Regions from separate parts of the Mus musculus genome. Here all the other regions are linked to region 5. Evidence: chromatin contacts called from public HiChIP or PLAC-seq and promoter capture Hi-C data. All regions are on one chromosome and are shown on one strand. Each heading gives the region's core, a stretch centred on a gene start, on an enhancer-like site or on the middle of the called end of the contact. The rest is flanking DNA. Distances are from core to core; before and after follow the strand shown.

Region 1 (3,301 bases), core at 440-2,939, 390 kb before region 5:
GCCACCACAGGCTGACAGTAAGTTTGTATCCCTATGCAGAGCACAGGGGCTCTAGGACTCTTGGCTCCCTGGTGAGTCTCCACCCACATTTCTATGACCCTGGGCAACCAACAGCCAGCTGCTTTCTCCGTTCACAGCTGGGAAGAAAGGGCCATCTGTCCTAGGACTGAGACATTCCCTCCCAGAAGAGCAGACCATTCACAGGGAAGGTTTTGTCTCTGGGAACCTGGCCTACCACCTCTGCCACATACGACTGAGCACACTCGTGACTTCAGGCTTTCTGGAGTTGGGAGGGGTCCGGCTCCCTTAACACCATCTTTGGAGCAATGTGCCCTCACCCTACCCCCACACGAAGCCCTTCTGCTTCAGGTTGTAGCTCCAGGCCCTGCACTCCAACCCAATCCAGGTTCTTAATACTTCTGTATCTGTTAATGGGAAGCTATCACTTGGCTGTCATTTGGCAGCCAAACCAGCCTGTCAACAGGGAAGCAGGAGACCTCATTTCTTTCCTGGCCCCTCGCTCTCTGCTGCCTTAGGAAGTATCAGCAGAATCCTTCCTAGACATCTACACAGCTCAGAGGGTGTGCATAACTTCACCCAGGCCACACAGCAGCCAACACAAGAGCTTACCAAGGAGCAGGACCCCAGAATGTCAGACCTGGTCTCTGCTCCCACACTGGCTGGGTGACTGCAGCCAGCAGCCCATAGATGAAGCCCCTGTGACTTCACCCTGAGTCCTGCTCACTCAGCCTGGCCTATCTTAACACTGGCCACGGTGGGTGCAGCTACCCACCATGCTTACCTGTTCGCCCAGGTCCAGCAAAGTCTCCACAGCAGTGATGCCACGATGCCTGCTGACCAGCCAAGGGCCCTGGGCCTCGCAGCCTCTACCCTACCACTCTCCACCCGGCAGTGGGAGGAGGCCTTTGGGGGTTCTGACCCCTAGAAGCATTCAGATCTTACAAAGGGACTGGGAAGGCTGTGGATGTGGCTTGGTGAATCAGTGCTTTCCTGACACCCAAAAACCCCTTATTCCAACTGAATAAAACTTGGGGTGGGGGTTGGGAAATGAGGGGTGGTAATAGCTGTACTCCTAGCACTTGGGAGGGGCGGTATGGAGTATCCTAAGTTCCAGATCATCCTTGGTGACATCATAACTCCAAGGCCAGCCTGGAGTACATGAAACCTAGTCTCAGAACAACCAGAAAAGGTTGGTGACATCACAGCCCAGAAGGGTCTGGGGTGTGATTATACGCACTGACTTCCCCAGGGACACTGTCTGTGGGGCACAGGGGGCCTGATGTCTTGCTTGTAGCCTACACTGTCACTGAATGGCTGCAGCTGCTGTCTCAGAGGACATTTCTGCCACAGAAACCCACAAGGGAGAGAGGTCTGAAGCATCACTCCAGAAGAGGAAGCTGAGGCAGAAAGAGGCTGCCTGCCCCGGGCCTCAGAACCAATGCTGAGTGGGCCTTTGACGATCCGCCAGCCATCTTTTAGAAGGCCTCTTCCTCTGCCCTGAGAAATCCTGCCCGCCCCTGCCCCACTCCAAGCTGCACAGGAATAAACACCAGCAAGGGGTGTTTAGTCTCCTGCTGTGATTTACAAAGTGGCTGGGGGGGGTATGCTCCTTCCAATTCAGGGGTGAAGGTGCAGAATCTCACCCACCACAGGGGATTCCCCATTCTGTGCAGGAAGGAGTGGGGTGTGGAGCCTGAGGTAGTAGGGTGGCAGAGGAAGCCCCGTGGGGCACACAGCATTGCAAAGAGGCCGACTCTCCAGCCAGTCCTGAGGCACCCAGAGGCTGGACTCCTGAGCTTCTACCACAGATGAGCAGCAGCAAGCAGAACGTCCGTGGGGAAGTCGCTCTGAGGCTGCTCTGAGTGTGTGACTGTGGCCAAAGTCACTTGGCTCTTGTGAGTTTGTTTCTTGAGTGGAAAAATGTAAATCTCAAACAGGTTATGTTCAAGCTTGGCCCCTGATATGGGGTTGAAGTCAATTCAGAGGGTGCCGCTGCCCTCACCAAGGGATGGCGGCTCCACTAGGGGTGGGGGCGGGGTGACTCAGACCCCCTGCGAAGGCCACCAGCTTCCTACCTAATGACATTGCCAGGTACCCTGACTCAGTCCCCAGAAAAGTCACCAGGGAGAAATGAGTACCTGACCCTATACGGGGCTAGGTAAGGAGTTTCCCTCCCCTAACCACAGGCTTCCTGCCGACATCCAGGCGAGTTTCCTTTCATCTACCATTTCCTCTCTCGCCTTGGCCACCTGGAGGCTCAGGCTCAGGTCAGCCCTCAGCTGTCAGGGTTCAGCTGTCATGGCCACCCTGCTCCTGGCACAGGCTCTCTTCTCATTTGGATTGCAGCTGCCCTATGCTCTCGTGCTGGGAGCCAGCCCAGCTCACCTGGAGAACAGGCTGGGTGTGCATTACAAACCAAAGCCTCAGGCAAGGAACCACTACAGCGAACGAACGTCTTATCAGCATGACCACTAAGCCAGGATGCCTGGGTTCCCATTCTGCCTCTGCTGCTCATTGGCTGTGTGAACACGAGTAAGCTGTTCAACCTCTCTGTGCTTCAGCGCCCACATCAGAAAATGAGACTCCTCCCCTCTCCCATCTCCGGCATGGTTTCAAGAAATGGCCAGACTCGGTGTGTGACTAGCACAGCTCTAGGCTCCTCAGTTCTTCCGAGGGCTAGCTAATGTTGGACCAAAGTTCTCAGCTTCCAAGAGGGACCTATGGCTACACGGCAAGTCCTTGCCCCATGCTGCACAGCAGGATGGGAGAGAGGCCCCAAGGCTCAGCTGGTTCCCAGTGGGGTCTCTGAGGGCAGCAGGGGAGCCTGGGGCTCCCTGATTCCTCCACCAGCAAGATGAAGGCCTGGGTATGATCCTGCCTCTCACATGACCCAGCTGGTGACAGGGTGAGCACGGAGCTTGGTCTGTGGCCTGTGTGGACCCAACAACAGAGACGCTGGGGTCCAGGTGACAGTGACCGATGCTCTTCCTCAGCATCTACTTCTTCAGACATGCTGGCACACGCCTCTAATCCCAGCACTCAGGAAGCAGAGGCAGGTGGATCTCTGAGTTCTCGGCCAGCCAGGGCTACATAATGAGCCTGTCTCAATAACTAGCATTTGCTTTCCCCTGTCCACAGGGGACTCACCCTACAAGGCTAGTCTGCATGAAGCTTCTAGACGGTGCCGGTACACACCGGAGGTCCTCAGACCTGAGCTGTGGGCAGTCATAATTCCCAATAACAAGTCTGAAGGCTCCATGCTAAACTCTCTCAAGCACCC
Region 2 (2,959 bases), core at 99-2,598, 490 kb before region 5:
ATCCCTTTTGATGAAACTATAGAAATTCCTATGCCCCCAATCTACCTATGCCCAGAGAGAGGACAAATCCTGCCCACCACGCCCAGAGATCTGACCAGGACCAGGACAAAAGATGCCACTTTTACAAAAATGGCTGGGTTTCAGTAACTTCAAGTAAATCCAACTAATGTTCTATCCTATTGTCTCCATGCAGGCTTGCTGTTCATGTAAACTTTCTTTTGTTTTTCTGGGTGTAAATTGTTCACTCATCCTTGCCAGCAGCCCACCTCATGACACTGATCCGTCTGATCGTTGCACATCAGTCTCACAGTGGGTGCACCTCCGTCCGATTCTCTGGGACAAGGTGGGGAGCTCCTCCAAACAGACCCCACGCGCATTGCCTTGGTCCATCTGCGGTTCCATGAGCTCAGAAACTCAGAGAAGCTCCTAGGCTGGTCTGGGAAGCCGATCTGGCCAGGGAAGGGCGCCCCCTGGCGAGACAACTCTCCCAGCGCAAGCAGGACCCGGAGCCCGCGCGCGCCCACCTCGGCCAGCCACGCTAAGGAACCCACGGCCACCACACCCCACATCCGGCCGCAAGGAGCTCCGGACCCGCCCGGGAACCTCCTAGGTCTCCACATCCACGGAGCTGGACATCTTCCCGCGCAAGGAATGATAACTCGGGTGCGAGAGCAAAATCTAGGAGCGTTCTCCAGGCCCTGCTACCAGGGTCCCACGAAGGCGAAGAGCGCTCGGTGCCCCAGCCCGATCGGCTGTCCGCCGCGCCCAAGCCCGGCTCCGTGTCCCCCGTTGTGACCTGCTTGTGTGCAGGGTCACTTGGGCTCACCCCTTCACTCTCGGTACAGCCCCGGCCAACACACCGGCTCTGGGAGTCCCACCTGCCGCCTTACTGTCGCCTGAGCCCCCGAGATCGCTGGGCGCAGAATGGCTGCACCTGACCTGGGCGAAGTCGCGACCCGAGCATGCTCCGGGTCACTCAGTGCGGCGCTGTCCCCGCCCCCAGGGGAGTCGCTTCAGAACTTGGTGGCCGCTTACCCGAGCGTCCTGGGACCCGCACTGATCTGGGATCTCCCCCGAAGCGCGCGGTATCCCGGGGCCAGTACGCACAGAGGGGCTCAGTGATTGAATCCTACCTGGCAGAGGCTCGGCCGCGGGGTAAAGTTTCCCCAGGCGCAGAGTGCGCTCGCAACTTGCGGGGCACCGGTAGTCCTGCGCCGCGGCGCTGGGCTAGGCGTCAAAGCGACAAGGAGCGGCGACGCCCGCTGGGGGCCAGGGCCGGGCGGCCTGGCGTGGCTGGGCTTCGGAATCGCACAGCGTTGCGTCCGCCTGCAGCTTGCAGCCCCTGAGACGCCGGCGGCAGCTGCAGCGGCTCACCCGCCACCGCCGCCGGCCACACCTCCCGCCACCCTCCGGCCCGCCCTCCCGCTCCCTCCGCCCCAGCCTCCGCCCCTCCGTCTCCTGTCGCCACTACTGCCGCCGCGGTGCTGGCGCGTCTCCGGGGCGGACACGGCTCTCATGGTCCACGGCCGCTCTCTCACCGGGTCCTAGAGCGTGGTTTCTGGAACTGTGCTCTCCCGATGTCCTCTGCACTCCTAGCCTCAATGTCTGAATTTAGGAGATTGCTGGAGAAGGGTGAAGGTAGCACGCTAGACTGGGACATTTATTCCCTGGAAGCTTTCTCGCTGTTATCACACCGTGTGTGGGACTGCAGGGCTGGGGTGTGGGATTCTCCATTGCGATGTCGCGTCTTGGTTTCCCACTTACTGCCAGGGAAGTACCAGATAGAAACCTGTGCAGCAAGCTCTATTAGGGTTCATTGTTGGTGCCTCCCAACCCCATCCGCTGTAAACTATAGCACTGCTAAGGACCAGACCAGTGAGAGGCTCTCACTTCATCCTCTCCTCCACTGGGGTTCACTAAGACAGCTAACCTATGCTATACAGAACCCATATAAAATTCACAAGCAGGCACTCAAGAGCCACAACCTAAGAAAGACTGTCATGAGAAGGCTCAAATCGTTGGCAGCAATTATCAGTGTCTCAGCTTTGAAAAGTCCTGTGAGGCCACACACACACAAATCAAACTACACTCTACAGGAGACCACTTGGCCCACTGATCTCACCCAGGACAGACACTCTTTGACTTCAGTGTGGAACTTGGTGAAGTCAGGATGCTAGACAGAGCTTTGAAGGGTAAACAGAAAACCAGACTTGGTATTTTCAAGCCCACAGTCCAAGAAGTAAAATGTCTAAGGTCTCAGGGCTGTTCCTTTGAACCACTTCACAGAGAGAGGCCAAGAAGGGGATTTGACAGAGGGGCATGCAGTTTCGAGAACAGTGGACCAATGGCGTAGGTGTGGAAGTCTGTCAATATATAGATACCTCTTCAGCTTCCCAAACAGAGTGTGTGTGTGTGGGGGGGGGGGGTGGGGCACGGAACCCTCTGGCTGAGAACCCTCACAGGCCCTTAACTCAAGGCTGCTGCTGTAAAAGACTGCTGCATGGGCCTCCTGGGAACCAAGAGGGGCATCCCAGAAACTTAAGCAGAATCAAGCTGTGAGGGAAAAGGCCCAGGCTTGGCAGACAGGAGGGGCCTTTAAAGATTAAGTTTTGACAAAAGCAGGCACAGTGTAGTTTAGGGGAGACAGCACAAGCTGGGGGCCAGCAAGATGGCTCCCTGCTAACAGGTACTTGCCACCAGCCCTGACTCCTGAATTCCACCCCAGAACCAACTAAGTAGATGGAAAGAAGATTGGGCCGGCTGTACATCTCACGTCCAGTTAGGACAGTGGATCTAACTCCAGGCCTCCGTTTCCTTCTGCCTCCTTGAGAACGTTAGTCTGACTGGGCCCAAGGATGACGGCTGCCTGCTTAAGTGCTTTCTTTAAATCAGCACTTATTTTATATTTTGTTTTACTTAAACGAGTTTGTTTTTAAACAGTGATATGTTCTACCACGGC
Region 3 (2,957 bases), core at 71-2,570, 380 kb before region 5:
GTTAAAATCCCTCTTTTCAGAAATTCCTAATGTGGATTTCTGAGACTTTCCCTCTGTGGTCTCTCTTCTAGTGCACTGCACAGCCAGCCATAGCCAATGCCCATGCCCAGCACTGCCCAGTTTGCACCAACAGAAGCTCGAGGGTGAGCTTGGACCCCAGGTGACTCAGGAACAGCCAAGTTCTACACCCAAGTGTGTCACAGGTTCTCCCCACCGCAGCTTCCCCTCCACACCCTCCCCTCCACATCCTCCCTAAAACGCAGGGTCTTTCAGGGTTATCCTGAACTTAACATTTTCTGCCCATGACTCTAAAAATGCCCAGGACGAGTGAGCTCGTGGCACATGATCGTGAGAACGAGGTAAGAGCTGGGTGTCTGCAGAGCTCAGGAAGGTCCCTTAGAGAGACACTGGTTCTGCAGAGGAAGCCACTGAACACCAGAAATGACATCACTAAAGCTAGCTAGGATTGGCACAAGCCAGAGGTCCTGATGACTGCTCAGAGGGAAGCCAGGAACTAGGGTTTTAGGCTCTGGGGATGGAACATGCTGAGATGTGCGCCAGGGGCCAGCACAGATGCTCTGCAGCTTGTGATTCAGCCCTGACTTCCCAGTGCCTCCGTGCTCAGACAGGAGCAGGTGACCAGAAACCGGTGTCATGTGGTCCTCCCACTCCTTGACTATTCCATACCCTTCCCGAAGTTCACTCCCCTCCTGTTACCTACCCCAGAGCACTGTCATGAGAGTCACCTGAGAGATCACTGTCTTCAGAGAGGCCAGACAGAGTAAGAGGCAACCATACAAACACAAGTCTACACCTGAATAGGCCGCATGGACCACCTCCGGCCAGCTATGTAGCCTGGAGCCATGCCTTGCTTCTGCTGTAGCTTTCCCTGTGAAATTAGCCGACTAGTGGGTTCCCAGGAAGGAGCTAGGTGAGGTGCCTGACACCTGGCAGGATTTTGCCCAGTGGTCCTGGCCTACACTGAAGCAAGGTGATGGGGGAAAGGCTGGCCTCTGGGGAGGGGCACCTCTGTCAATGAGGCCAGGCCATGAGTGTCACCTTGAGGCAGGAGGCACCTGGAGGCTGGGAAGTCTGGCAGCCATGGCAGGTAAGAGTGGCCTGTCACACATGGCAGGATGTGGAGAGAGAACTTCAAGGCTCTGGAGACCACCTGGCCCAGCCTGGTCCAACAGGCTGGCGTATGACACAGATCTCCAGCTTCTGGACTTTGCCCTGAACATCCATAAAAGGAGGCTGGTCATGGTGGCTGCTTGTACTCTCCTGTGTTGTAACCTTCTGTGACAGCTGACTTGGGGACTGCTGGATTCTTGACCTCACACTATCTTATTTTCAATCTCGGCTTGTACTTTCGGTTTGTTGTTACTGTTGTTAAAATAAGAGAGGGAAAAACAAGCAAACAAACACACGTTCCCCTGGCAACAGGAGAAGCGTGGGGCCATGGAGCAGCCTGGGAGTTCAAGGTTCCCTGGGAGACCTCTTGGGAGTCCTGCTCTGCTTCTAGCTGTGGTGTGACCTTGAGCAAGAGAGTTAGCTAATGTCCCTGAGCCCCTACAGGCCTCACCTCCAACACAGCAGGGCTGGTGGGAGCCTGTCCATTGAACTGCTGGAGGACCAAGAAGACACAGCCAGAGCCTGAACACAAGCTGCTGCCCCACTCTAGCATCCCACATGTTTAGTCACAGGAGTTCAAAGCCCAGTCACATGACCCCATGAGCTGGATCGACAGGTTCCCACTCTCTGGCCCCTCAACACTGTAGCTAGGAGGTGACAAGCTTTAGCCTATCACCTTGCATCACCCACAAAATTTCTCTTCTCATTGAGACTCTTAAACAAGCTCCTAGATAAAGCACTGTCCCCATTGAGCAGATGAAAAAACTGAGGCTCAGAGGTTCAGTGACTTGCCTAAAACCAATCCAGTAAATAACCAGCACTCTTTCCTTACCTCATGCTAAGCAACACCTTAGTGGAGGCTACCCACCCAATCTTCCTCACCAGACTTCCTCACTAGACCCTTTTTGTCCTGACCCAGCTCCCAAGATGTGACTCTTGGCTTCCTGTCAGGGAAGGAGACCAGATCCTCTGGTCCTGGCCAGGATCTCCCTTCAATCCCTTTAATTTAGCCGATGTGGCTTAGATAGGTTTCCCTTCTTGCATTTTGCTCTGAAGCCCAAGAGGCATCACTGGAGGGCCACTGACTGAACAAGAGGCTGCCTCGTAAGAAGTACCAGACGGGAAGCTGAGCTATGGCCCCTGAGCTCCCAGCCTTCTGCAGCTCTCACACTCAGATGCACTGTGCTAGGGACACCCCAGACATCCTACCTCGGTCTCCATCTCCCAGTGAAGAGCCTGAGGCCCAGGTGTTGTGAATGTTGAGGTGTATGCTGGGGCTGGGGCTGGGGCTGGGGCTGGCTAAAGTGGCCAGTGCTCTGGGTGGCTTCAGACCCTTAAGAATGGGGGTGACGCGTTCACATTTGTCCATCACACTGGGATGTGCAAACTGCTAGGCTTGGCCTCAAACGTCCAGCCCAGGACTCTGCTCCATCTCAACCTAACTGTAGCTTAAGTGGAAAATCAGATAAGACGCTGTAAGTCTGAGGGACGCTTAAGAGACTCGAGGATCAGCTATTCAGAAGTCGCAGACTCTGGGGCCTCATGTCAGGACCTAGACTCCCAGGAGACGTCTCAGGAAGCAGGTTTTAAGAACCTCTCCTCACCCCAGTAAACCAGGTCACAGCGTAGATTCTGAATTGAGAGAGGCTTAATTGTAGTCTCACTACTCAGAGCTGTGTGACCTTTGGCACACAGCTTGCCTGCTCTGGGCCTTAGTGCTCTCTGTAAAGTGGACTATCACGGATGTCCAGGAAGAAGCCAGTCCTGAATTGCTGACACTCTAGGAGATCCCTTGGTTCCTTGAGAGGTGGAACAGGCCTGGGGTT
Region 4 (3,332 bases), core at 357-2,856, 450 kb after region 5:
CCTGCTCCCATTCGCCCAACAGTCTCCATTCCTTTCTGTTGCTCTCTCTCTTTTATCAAAGGCCTTGTCTAGAGCTTGGTGTTGGTTCTTAGCATCACATACTGCATGTAAGACTTCTCACCCGGGACACAGAAGTTCCTTTGGATGGGTGAGCAAGCTTACTAGGCTACCTTCGATTTCCATACAGTATCTGGCACTTGATAGAGCTGTTCCGTTACACTGACCACTTCCATACTTGCGTATACAGAGTCGAGCAGCCTCTTCAGGAGACAAGAATAAGAAACCACTTGCCCAGATACACTGGTATCCAAACATGTAGCCAAATGGGACTCATGACACGGGTTCCTCCGCCTTTCTCATTCACTCATTTCCTGGCTGTATTGGAAACAAAGAAACTAAGATGTGGACACAATGAAGCTTTGCCTTGTGAAGAGCTGGAAGATCTGTTCGCCCAGGGAACAAAAGGCGCAAGCAAGCAAGCACACCAAGGCTGGAAGGTTTAGGGAGACAGGGAACTGGGCCTGGTTAAGTCAGTGTCCTCTCCAGCCCTGTTCTTCTTCAGAGCCTGTTTATCTGATCTACAAATGGTATCCATCCTTCCTCAATTCCAGGCTCTGGGCTTCACCAAATATGGCTTTTATTTGATTTTGGGAGCTTCGGTTCTCGTATCCTAGTCCCAGGTAGCCCCACTTTGTCTATCTCACCGGCCAGTGAAAACACCAACTAGAAGACAGAAGTCTCAGGATAGCAATAGGGCTGTGTGGTCTACCTTGGCATCCAAATACCTTGCAGATAATGGGTCACTTAAGGACACCTCGCAGAAGCACAGGTGATGGGCTTCCATCCACTCCGTTGCTGTGGATACTCAATTGTGCTTGGCTTGTTACTGTCTTCATTCCTAATTGATTCTTTCCAAACCTGCCTGCCACTATGGGATGGGGTTGGGCGACAGGGGTGGGGATCAGTGAGGTCAAGGACACAGGAAAGATGAAGATGCTGGATTCTCGCTCATGCACTGAGTGAGCACAGTACAGCACCCAGGTTCTGGTAACTCGTGGTACTAGGTTCAAAGAAGCACGACCCTGGTGGGCCAAGATCAACCCTAGTGAGGATGCCAGGTTAATGTTGCAGAAATGGAGGCTGATGGATTGCTGGGGACACCATCCCTAACCTCATCCCAAAAGCTCTTCTCCCTCACTCTGTCCCAAGCTTCAGCTTCACCTTGAAACTAGGTCTTCCCTGAGATAAGAGTCTCCTTCCCCATCTCCTTCTTCCACTAAAGGGATGCAAGGCCATTACAGTAATGTGGAAGGGAGAACAAATCTCTTCCCCAAACCTTGGCAGGTACACACCCCAGGACCTGTCACCCCCGCAACCGCTGGGCAGAGGGGAGCGTCCCAAACTGGGGAGATCGTGCGGCTGCAGATAGAAGACTTTTCTTCAGCCGCAGCGGCCTCCCTCCCACGCGTGGAAGCGGAGCTGCAGTGGGGGCGGCGGTCACGCGGGCGGCACGGGGCCCTGCGCCGCGCGCACGTGAGGAGGCGGGGCCGCGCCCAGGATCCCCTCTCGCGGCTGCTGACGTAGCAGCCGGAGCCAGCCCTGCCCCACCCAGCGCCGCTGCCTCTCCCGCCCCTAGAGCCCGGTGCGGGGGCGGCGCGGAGCCCGGGAGCCCAGTCGGGGGAGGCGGGGGCGAGACGCCCGCTGAAGTGGAGGGGGATGCAGGGGAGGTGGGAAGAGGGATGGGGGCTCCAGGCTGCTTCAAGCCCCCTCCTATCTCATCAAGTCCTTGTAGGGCGAGGGGAAGCAGGAGTGGGGAGGGATGCGGAATGGAAATGCGAGCCTCGGGAGGCGCGAGGAGTGGGCGGCTGGATGCGAGGCCCCTGCCCCCGTCCGCCCACGCGCGCGTGCTCTCCCGGAGCTGACGATGTCCTGCTCCCTCCGCGCTGGGGCTCGGCTCGTGACTCTGCTTCGTGCTGGCAGAATTCCGCAGCGCAGCGTGCTCTGGGCGGAGGGGGGAACAGCGTTGGCTTCCAGGGGTGACCCTAGTCTACTTAACCGCCAGCCACTCCACTTACCTTCCCTCTCCCCCGCCCCATCCCTCCAAACCTACTGTGGTTTCCCAAAGGACTTTGTGTCTTTGCCCCTCCGACTCCCCTAGTCGTGGTCCACTCCTTGAGATTCCAGTTTGGTCTCTCTATCCTTCATCCATCTGCTCCCTAGATATTGAGAGTGCTTATCTTTGCGCTGAGGATGTAGCTCTTTAGGTAGAGCACTTGCTGGTTTAGAATTCACCAAGCCCTGGGTTTGATCCCCAGTGCAGTAAGCAGGTTGTGGTTAGTGCTGTAATCCCAGCAGTTGAGAGGAGAGGCTCAGGAGTTCAAGGTCGTCCTTATTGGAAACCAGAATAAAATTCCTGACAAGACTTTGTCTTAAAGGGGTCAGGGGGCGGATGCTCATCTCCTTGGGCTTTACACACACACACACACACACACACACCGCCCTCCTCCCATCTGTTTGCGCTAATAGCAGAGGGCCCTGGTGGGGTCTTAAGACTGGCCAGGGTTGTACAACAGGTCCACCTTACACAAGGCAATGGAGCAGCTAAACCTAGACAGACACAACAATGATTCTCTCAGTTCTTTTTGTTGGTCTCATAACATGCGTTCCTCCCTTCTGGAACGGTGGTTTAGTTCTGCCGAAACCCAGAAGACGAGCTCACTGCCCCTGGTTACTGGACAGCATACTAGATCTGGGGAATGGGGAGGCTTCTTAGGGATGCAGTGAGGCAAGGTGGATGCTAGGATCTGGCATTTTCAGTCTGGAAGCACACGTTTTCCAGGTAAGAGTACGTACGTATGACAAGCCAGAGAGCCTCAGAAATCACACCAGCGCCACTGCTCTCCTTAGGGGTGCCAGCAGCTTTGAGCTAGCCTGTGGTAGGATGGGGATGTGCCTTGACAGAGACTCCTTGGGCCCTTCTGTCCAAGCTGTAGTGGCCAGGATGAAGTCTTCCCAAGGAGATAGGCAAATGGGCCCAAGCCTCTGAGCTGTGTTGTGAATTTCGGGTTTCAGTAGAGGCTGGCCTGCCTTGCACACAAGCAGGGTCCGCTCTCACAAGACACAGCCTGTAGCTCAGGGTCACCTCCTCCTCCCGTCCAAAACATTGATGAGTATGTTGGACCAGGTCTTTAATGGAGACTTAGATGGGTCATTTTGAAAACCTTTTTAGAGAACGCCACAGCACTGGCTTCTGTGAATTTCTGTTACTCTGGATTCTGATTCTGTTTAGCAGCAAACTGAGTGTCGTTGCTGTTGCTGTTTTAGACTTTAGT
Region 5 (3,013 bases), core at 418-2,917:
GCTTCTCTTTCTATTATTATCATTATCATTATCATTGGAAAGGGGCTGGAAAGGTGGTTCAGCGGTTACCTTTATCGTAGCTGAGCTATGTCCTCGAAGCACCCCACCCCTGATAAACCTGTGCTGAATCCTGCAGACTGAATCCTAGTTCTCCTGACTGCCCAGTTTCATACCATGGCCTGGATCAAAACAAGAATTTCATCTCTGACCCTTCAAATGATCATCCTTCAAACCTATCAAACACCCTCCCCCTCAATTAAAAAAAAAGAAATTCTGGAACGATTCATCCAGATTCAGAGAACTGAGTCACTGGAAATGACTCTAACACCCATCTACAGGCAGGGTGAGCCACTCGCCCCGTTCCTGGAATTGCTCCTTCCTAACACTGGCCTGAAACACCTTTCTTCCAAGCTCCGGGCTATAGCCAATCCACTCAGCCCAGCATTCCAAGTCACAATTTCCTGTTGTCTTAGCCTTTTTAGAGCTGTCCTGCCCGCTGAACAGCCTGCCACCGCTACACAGGAATGCTTCTGAAAGCAAAGAAGGCAAACAGACACAAACTTACGGTGCACAGCCATGACAGGATTAGAATTAGAGTTCCAGTGTGGCTCATTACCTCCAAAAAGGGTTTCCAATATAAAGACACTGTTTGACTGACCGTGGCAGTTACATCACGGTGAATACGTTAAGTACCCAAGTGAACACTTACCCTACACATGTGCATTTAGTATGTGCTACTTCATCCTCCTGACAGCACTGTGTGACAAACTTCTGAACCTCCCTGTGGTGGAGAAAGGTCAAGAGCAAGGCTAAGAACTTCCAGGGTTCCACAACAGAACTCCAAGGCTGGGCTTCAGCGCCCAGCAGCCTGGATCCTCAGATGACTACACAGGCTCTATAGAGCAACTAGGAGGTTTAAGTCAGGGAAAGTGACTGTAATAAAAACTCAACCGTGTTTATTATTCCCGTGAATCGCCTTGAGTTCCAGAGTACACACAAAGTTCAATTACACTACTTAGAACTAATGGCTGACTTTTAAAAATTGAAATGGACCTGCCCTAGACTCAAGACAACATCCACACTCCCTAAGTGATAGGGCGCTTCCAGATTGGCACCTGATAAGTGACACCAAACCATTATTTGACTCTCAAAACTGGACACTGTTCCCAGCATCCGGAGCGCATCTCCCAACGCTCGGAGCCAGTGGTTCCTTCCTGAGCCACCCTCTCCACCGCGTCCCACCCAGAACATGCACTGGACGACACCGGTCCTGGACAGCCAAGGTGTAAGGCCTTCCTGGGAGGACTCGGGTCCCACAACGCCCGATTACAACAGGAAGCAGAGGTTCTGGACAGGAGGTCAGGCCTGGGGACCGGGGCACAGGTACAGCAGGGGCCGCGGTGCAGCGCTGCGGCGCTCCTGCAGCCCCGGGGCTCCCAGAGGCCCAGCCCCGAGGCCCACCCGGCCGCCCGCGCGCCGCGCTCACCTCGGAACCGGCCGCTTCCCGCTCGGCCCCGCGCTCCGTCACCGGCTCTTGCCGCGGGCCGCGAGCCACGGCTGTGTCGGATCGCGCGGTGACGGGAGCCCGCCGCCAGCACCAGGTACCCTGGAGCCAGCGGGGAAGCCTGCGCCGGCCTCCAGTTCCCCACGGCTGACACGGCGCGCACTGCGCATGCGAAGCGGTAGCGCCGCGCCCCCTGCTGGACAGGAGGAGTCAGCGCACGTGAGCATTCCCGTTCGGGGCAAAGGCAGAGTGACAGCCAGGCGCACCAAGCTCTGGGATAAAACTGTGGAAAAGGCAAGCATTTGGGTCAGGCGTGGTGGCTTATATCCATAATCTCAGCACAGCAGAAGGATCACTCACTAGTTCCAGGCTAGCTTAGCCATAAAGAGACAATCTACAACTCTGCAAAGCATAGTTAGGCCCCCAGGGCAATTTGGCAGTATCCATCAAGGTGTAAAAAAAAAAAAAAAACTCCCTAGCCCTGCAATTCCAACCAACCTTCTTTGTAGTTTACCCTGCAGAAAGTCTCACCACTTATTGAAACATTCACCAGCCGGGCGAGGTGGCGCACGCCTTTAATCCCAGCACTCGGGAGGCAGAGGCAGGTGGATTTCTGAGTTCGAGGCCAGCCTGGTCTACAAAGTGAGTTCCAGGACATCTCCTGGCTATACAGAGAAACCCTGTCTCGAAAAACCAAAAAAAAAAAAAAAAAAAAAAGAAGAAGAAAGAAAAGAAAGAAAGAAACATTCACCGCACTATTTCTAATACTAGCAAGAAAGTAAACTGTAGGATTATGGAACAACGGAGAAGGAGTCGTCATACCAGTCAGCAAGGTAATATCTCCAAGACAGGCTAATGAGAAGCCACAGTCCCTTAAGAAGGGACAAGCACGATCACTTTTAGTTAAAATGTGCTTGTGCAAAATCAGAAGAGAGAAAATGTGTGAGCAGATGCTTGTGTCCAGGTGTAAGTATAATATTTTTCTGGGAAAAAAATCCAGCCGGGCAATGGTGGCGCACGCCTTTTATCCCAGCACTTGGGAGGCAGAGGTAGGCGGATTTCTGAGTTCGATGCCAGCCTGGTCTACAGAATGAGTTCCAGGACAGCCAGGGCGACACATAAAAACCCTGTCTCGAAAAACAAAACAAAACAAACAAACAAACAAAAATCCAAGACGCAGTTATAAAATTTTGGAAGTAACTGGAGCGGCATGCATAGTGGCATCTGTCACAAGGCAGCAAAAAGCTGAGTGACAGTTACTGAAAGGCTAATGAGGCAACCCAGCTTGCCATTGCTGGCTGTAGTTCTTCATCTGTCCACGAGATGCGAATGCATTTTGGTCCCGATTGTACTTTAGCGCCACCTCGTGGATATTGTTACTTACAGCTTAAATACCCACAGAGATTACTGTCTGGAGACCTAGGAAGACTTTCCTCACCAACAAAGATTCCAGTATTGGGGGGTTACTATCTCTTTGTCTTAGACCTAGAGAGATTGGAATGAGAAAAA
Region 6 (3,148 bases), core at 441-2,940, 300 kb before region 5:
TTCATTTAGGAAAGTGAGAATTGAGAACAGCGCTCTTGCTTTGATACTCTAGAGCAACTGGTCTTGACACAGCACATTGTTATTTAATAATCGAACAACCCAACACTGTGTGACCAGCGTACATCTAAAGTATCTGCATTTCTTGGAGTTCACAGTGGGATTCAGGCTCAGTCAACACTTATATAAGGCCCAGGGTCTCATTGCCACGCACTCTGGTCGAGTAAATAATAAAAGCTTGGAATCTCTTCTGAGAGGTGGTGGCATGGCTGGTTCTTTTTTGTTACTGACATCAGTTGGTTGGCTGTCCCAAACACAAGGAATCAGCCTTTCCCCACCCAGCTGTGCCCAGCAAGGATTTGAAGACCGCGACAGTCACAGGGATGTGGTGTCTACCTGGAAACTGGTCCTGTTCCTAGCAGTTCCAGGAAACCGCAGGCCTCCCAACATGTGTCCCTGAAGCTCCGGGGGGAGGAAGAAGCTCCCGACAGGGAGGGCCTCTTTGTCTTGTGGTTGGGCTATTCTTGAATCTTGGAATGTTGCTCTCCTGGTGCTGACAGCCATCACCTCTCCCTGTGGTGCCAGGCTCTCGTGCCAGGCCTATGGAGCCTCGCTTGGTGGGTGGCTAGGTCTTCTCTTCTATACCTTCCCACCCACCTGGGTTGTGGCAGGCATGCTGGGGGTGTCGGGGGGTGGGGGAACAGGAGCATGTGGCACTGGGTGCTCCTCTCTCGCTCCCCCTTCCCTGCTAAACAAAAGCTTCCTGTTGGGGCAGGGACCAGAGCATGCTTTTGACTGAGGAGCAGGCTCTGGCTGCCAAGGATGAATGGGAGCCAGGGCCTGGCTGGCTGCCTTCCTCATAGGCTTGTGGCAATACAAGAGACCCCCCTGGACACTTCTCTCTGCTCAGAGAGGTTGGGCTTGTCAGGTCCAGAATAGGGGCAGCTTTTCTACCCCATTCTTTCTCTCTGCTTTGGCTTCCCGACTGCTAGTCTTTGACCAGCCACACCAGTTTTTCTGTCTCCAATATTTGTTTTATTGTTGGAGGAATCTTCCAGAAACTAATAGATCTCTTGTCCTGTGCACGGTTTTATTAGTCAGCAAGCGTTGTCTTGTCACCTTAACCCTTCCATCCTCACTGTGGTTACTGTTTTCCACCGTTAGCCCTATGGTTGCCATGACTGCATTTGGTCAAAAACATTGTTCCTGGTGAGGTGGTTGCTATTTTTCTCTTGGTTTTATAGAACAGAGAACTGAGTTCAGAGAGGCTAAGTAGCTTGCCCAGAGTCGCACAGCTAGGACAGTAGCAGGATCCCAGAAGTCAGCTCAGTCGCCAAGTCACATGGCTTCCCAGGGCAGTGCTTAAACAGGAATTATGAGCCCAAACTGCTGGAGCTGTACAAACCCTGGTCGCATCCTCACTACTGACTTGATTTGTGACTTTTGTCAGATCATTCAGCTTTCCTGAGTTACTACCCATGGACAATGACTGTCGGACTTGCCTCCTGGGCAAGTGCAGGAACGCCTGCCTGGTCAGACTCACCAGGGCACAGTCCTCTGCCTCTGTAATCTCTACAGACGCCAGCCAAACACAATTCTCCTCCCGGGCATCCATTTCTTGAGGTGGGGTGTGTGTCTGAAGCCGGGGAGCTGTACAGCCAACTAACTCTGTCAGCTTTTGTAGGGTAGAGGAGAAACGTCAGGCAGTTAGAGCAGCGAGGGAAAGGCGTGCCAAAGATGTTTTTAATATGCATGAGACTGTGCAGCCAAGCCAGGGGCCTCTGCCCGGCTCCCAGGCACGTTCCCACCCAGACAGGCTGATGATTTGAAGGGAGCCGCGGTCAGACTGTATACCTGTCATCTGCCTCTCCACACTCGCCTGCCTCGCTTGCTCTAATGAGGCTTGACACCTCGGGAATCTAGCAGTCACAGAGGGCAGAAGAAGCCGGAATGGCCTGCTTCGGCCACTCGGGCTTGCCTGAGAGGTGGCCAAGCGGTAGCAGGAGCCCCAGGGCTTCTCTGCCTCAAGGTCTGTCATGACTAGTTGCTGATGGGACAGTGAGAGTCACATCACCTCCATGTGCCTCAGCATTCCCAGCTATGAAATGGGTTTTAGCTAGGTATGGTGGCACATGTCTATGATCTCAGTACTCAGGGCCCTGAGGTAGAAAGATTGCTACACGTTTGAGGCCAGCCTAGGCTACATAGTGAACACCAGACCAGCTGGGGATGTAGAGTAAGAGCCTATTTCATAAAAACTAAAACTTAAATGAATTTTAATAGCCAATCCAAGATTGATGGGGAGAAATGGAAAATGCATGGAAAGGGTATAATGTGATAATGGGGTCATATGATGATAAATATTATCATCCCCAGCCTGGCTGATGGCTTCCTGTCATGAGAAAGTACTCCCCTGGGCCCGAGCTTCTCTGATACATTCTCTGGTTCCTTCTTTTCTGATACATTCTCTGGTTCCTTCTTCTCTGATACATTCTCTGGTTCCTTCTGGAGAGCCTCTGCAGAGAGAGGTTCCCCCAAGAGGTTCTAGGAAGGATTGGTCAAGCTTCAGTCTGACTGTTGAGAAGACCACAGCCCAGGGAAGAGAGGTGCCTCACCTGAGGTGAGCTTGCTTTGTTGGTATAAGGGTTTTAGTGGTAACAAGCTTGCAGGGACATGGACAGCCCTAGGACCCAGTGCAGAGGAGCTGTGAGGAGTCATATCCTAGGAATGGCTCCCATGGAGAGATGCTAAGGACAGTCTCTTAGATAAATACAGAGTGCCCAGGGGTGCCCAGCCTGGGACTCTCGGTACTGAGCTGTATGGGGAATACAGACTTACAGCCTCTTCCTAGTGGCATGCTAGAATCTGGCCTGCAGGTGGAGGGGCGGGTCCTTGGGAATGAAGTTTCTCAGGGGTGCTGGTAGAATCCAGTCTTCGAGGGATTCTGGGAGCAGACAATAAAAAGAGTCAGTATGTTAAGGGCAAATGAATAACTTGGTGGCTATGGGGTCTACCCTAAGCCTCTGACAGGTGTGGGATGTGTAGAGATGGGGGGGGGAGAGGGAGGGCCAGCCTGTCTTGGACAGAACCTCAAGTTTCTGTACAAGTAAAGGAAGTCAGCAAGAACCCTCCAAAGAGGCCTGGGAAAGAC

What was found. Promoter capture Hi-C pulls out the DNA fragments that hold promoters and counts their contacts. HiChIP or PLAC-seq counts read pairs in DNA pulled down with a chosen protein or histone mark.
Region 1: a contact with region 5 is called in an H3K27ac HiChIP or PLAC-seq map of thymic regulatory T cells, with 12 times the contacts expected there. The contact joins the enhancer-like site here to the promoter of Ext2 in region 5. A contact is called at or near these places in 17 of 39 promoter capture datasets (the 3T3-L1 cell line, 3T3-L1-derived adipocytes, the C10 cell line and 10 more), 4 of 15 datasets of contacts at CTCF or cohesin (embryonic stem cells, large pre-B cells, pro-B cells and 1 more), 40 of 484 Hi-C or Micro-C datasets (the AML12 cell line, B cells, the C2C12 cell line and 26 more), 5 of 115 datasets of contacts at active chromatin or transcription factors (craniofacial prominence, embryonic stem cells, forebrain and 2 more) and 3 of 9 other capture datasets (adipose tissue, embryonic stem cells and liver).
Region 2: a contact with region 5 is called in a promoter capture Hi-C map of embryonic stem cells, with 2.3 times the contacts expected there. The contact joins the promoter of Tspan18 here to the promoter of Ext2 in region 5. A contact is called at or near these places in 7 of 39 promoter capture datasets (cranial neural crest, embryonic stem cells, frontonasal cranial neural crest and 3 more), 1 of 484 Hi-C or Micro-C datasets (myocytes) and 1 of 115 datasets of contacts at active chromatin or transcription factors (craniofacial prominence).
Region 3: a promoter capture Hi-C map of cranial neural crest shows a contact between it and region 5. The contact joins the enhancer-like site here to the promoter of Ext2 in region 5. A contact is called at or near these places in 14 of 39 promoter capture datasets (the C10 cell line, the HPC-7 cell line, cranial neural crest and 9 more), 4 of 115 datasets of contacts at active chromatin or transcription factors (bone marrow-derived dendritic cells, forebrain, hepatocytes and 1 more) and 3 of 9 other capture datasets (adipose tissue, liver and macrophages).
Region 4: a promoter capture Hi-C map of stem cell-derived epiblast-like cells shows a contact between it and region 5, with 4 times the contacts expected there. The contact joins the enhancer-like site here to the promoter of Ext2 in region 5. A contact is called at or near these places in 10 of 39 promoter capture datasets (the 3T3-L1 cell line, 3T3-L1-derived adipocytes, the SN4741 cell line and 4 more) and 1 of 9 other capture datasets (embryonic stem cells).
Region 6: a contact with region 5 is called in a promoter capture Hi-C map of liver, with 2.6 times the contacts expected there. The contact joins the enhancer-like site here to the promoter of Ext2 in region 5. A contact is called at or near these places in 6 of 39 promoter capture datasets (the 3T3-L1 cell line, 3T3-L1-derived adipocytes, the SN4741 cell line and 3 more) and 2 of 15 datasets of contacts at CTCF or cohesin (the NIH/3T3 cell line and large pre-B cells).

What each region holds. Positions count from the first base shown.
Region 1 is chr2:93,425,897-93,429,197 of GRCm38.p6, forward strand. The region is part of intron 6 of Cd82 (CD82 antigen); the gene reads right to left. Among named protein-coding and RNA genes, the nearest start is that of Mir7001, 5.5 kb to the left of the region's middle. Within about 2 kb of position 1,690, at least 71 of the 459 cell types and tissues checked have an H3K27ac peak or open chromatin away from gene starts, as enhancers often do. A contact at or near this core is called in B cells, CD8 T cells, Th17 cells and 6 more, where this site is marked.
Region 2 is chr2:93,333,139-93,336,097 of GRCm38.p6, forward strand. It overlaps Tspan18 (tetraspanin 18), which reads right to left and starts at 1,349. Exons shown (of 10, transcript NM_183180.2): 1 at 1,134-1,349.
Region 3 is chr2:93,444,096-93,447,052 of GRCm38.p6, forward strand. The region is part of intron 1 of Cd82 (CD82 antigen); the gene reads right to left. Among named protein-coding and RNA genes, the nearest start is that of Gm10804, 7.2 kb to the right of the region's middle. Within about 2 kb of position 1,321, at least 66 of the 459 cell types and tissues checked have an H3K27ac peak or open chromatin away from gene starts, as enhancers often do. A contact at or near this core is called in hepatocytes, liver and trophoblast stem cells, where this site is marked.
Region 4 is chr2:94,271,850-94,275,181 of GRCm38.p6, forward strand. No RefSeq gene overlaps it. Among named protein-coding and RNA genes, the nearest start is that of Mir670hg, 8.4 kb to the left of the region's middle. Within about 2 kb of position 1,607, at least 271 of the 459 cell types and tissues checked have an H3K27ac peak or open chromatin away from gene starts, as enhancers often do. A contact at or near this core is called in the SN4741 cell line, hippocampal neurons, liver and 1 more, where this site is marked.
Region 5 is chr2:93,820,901-93,823,913 of GRCm38.p6, forward strand. Ext2 (exostosin glycosyltransferase 2) reads right to left here and starts at 1,668. Exons shown (of 14, transcript NM_010163.3): 1 at 1,487-1,668.
Region 6 is chr2:93,520,436-93,523,583 of GRCm38.p6, forward strand. No RefSeq gene overlaps it. Among named protein-coding and RNA genes, the nearest start is that of Gm33010, 5.7 kb to the right of the region's middle. Within about 2 kb of position 1,691, at least 29 of the 459 cell types and tissues checked have an H3K27ac peak or open chromatin away from gene starts, as enhancers often do.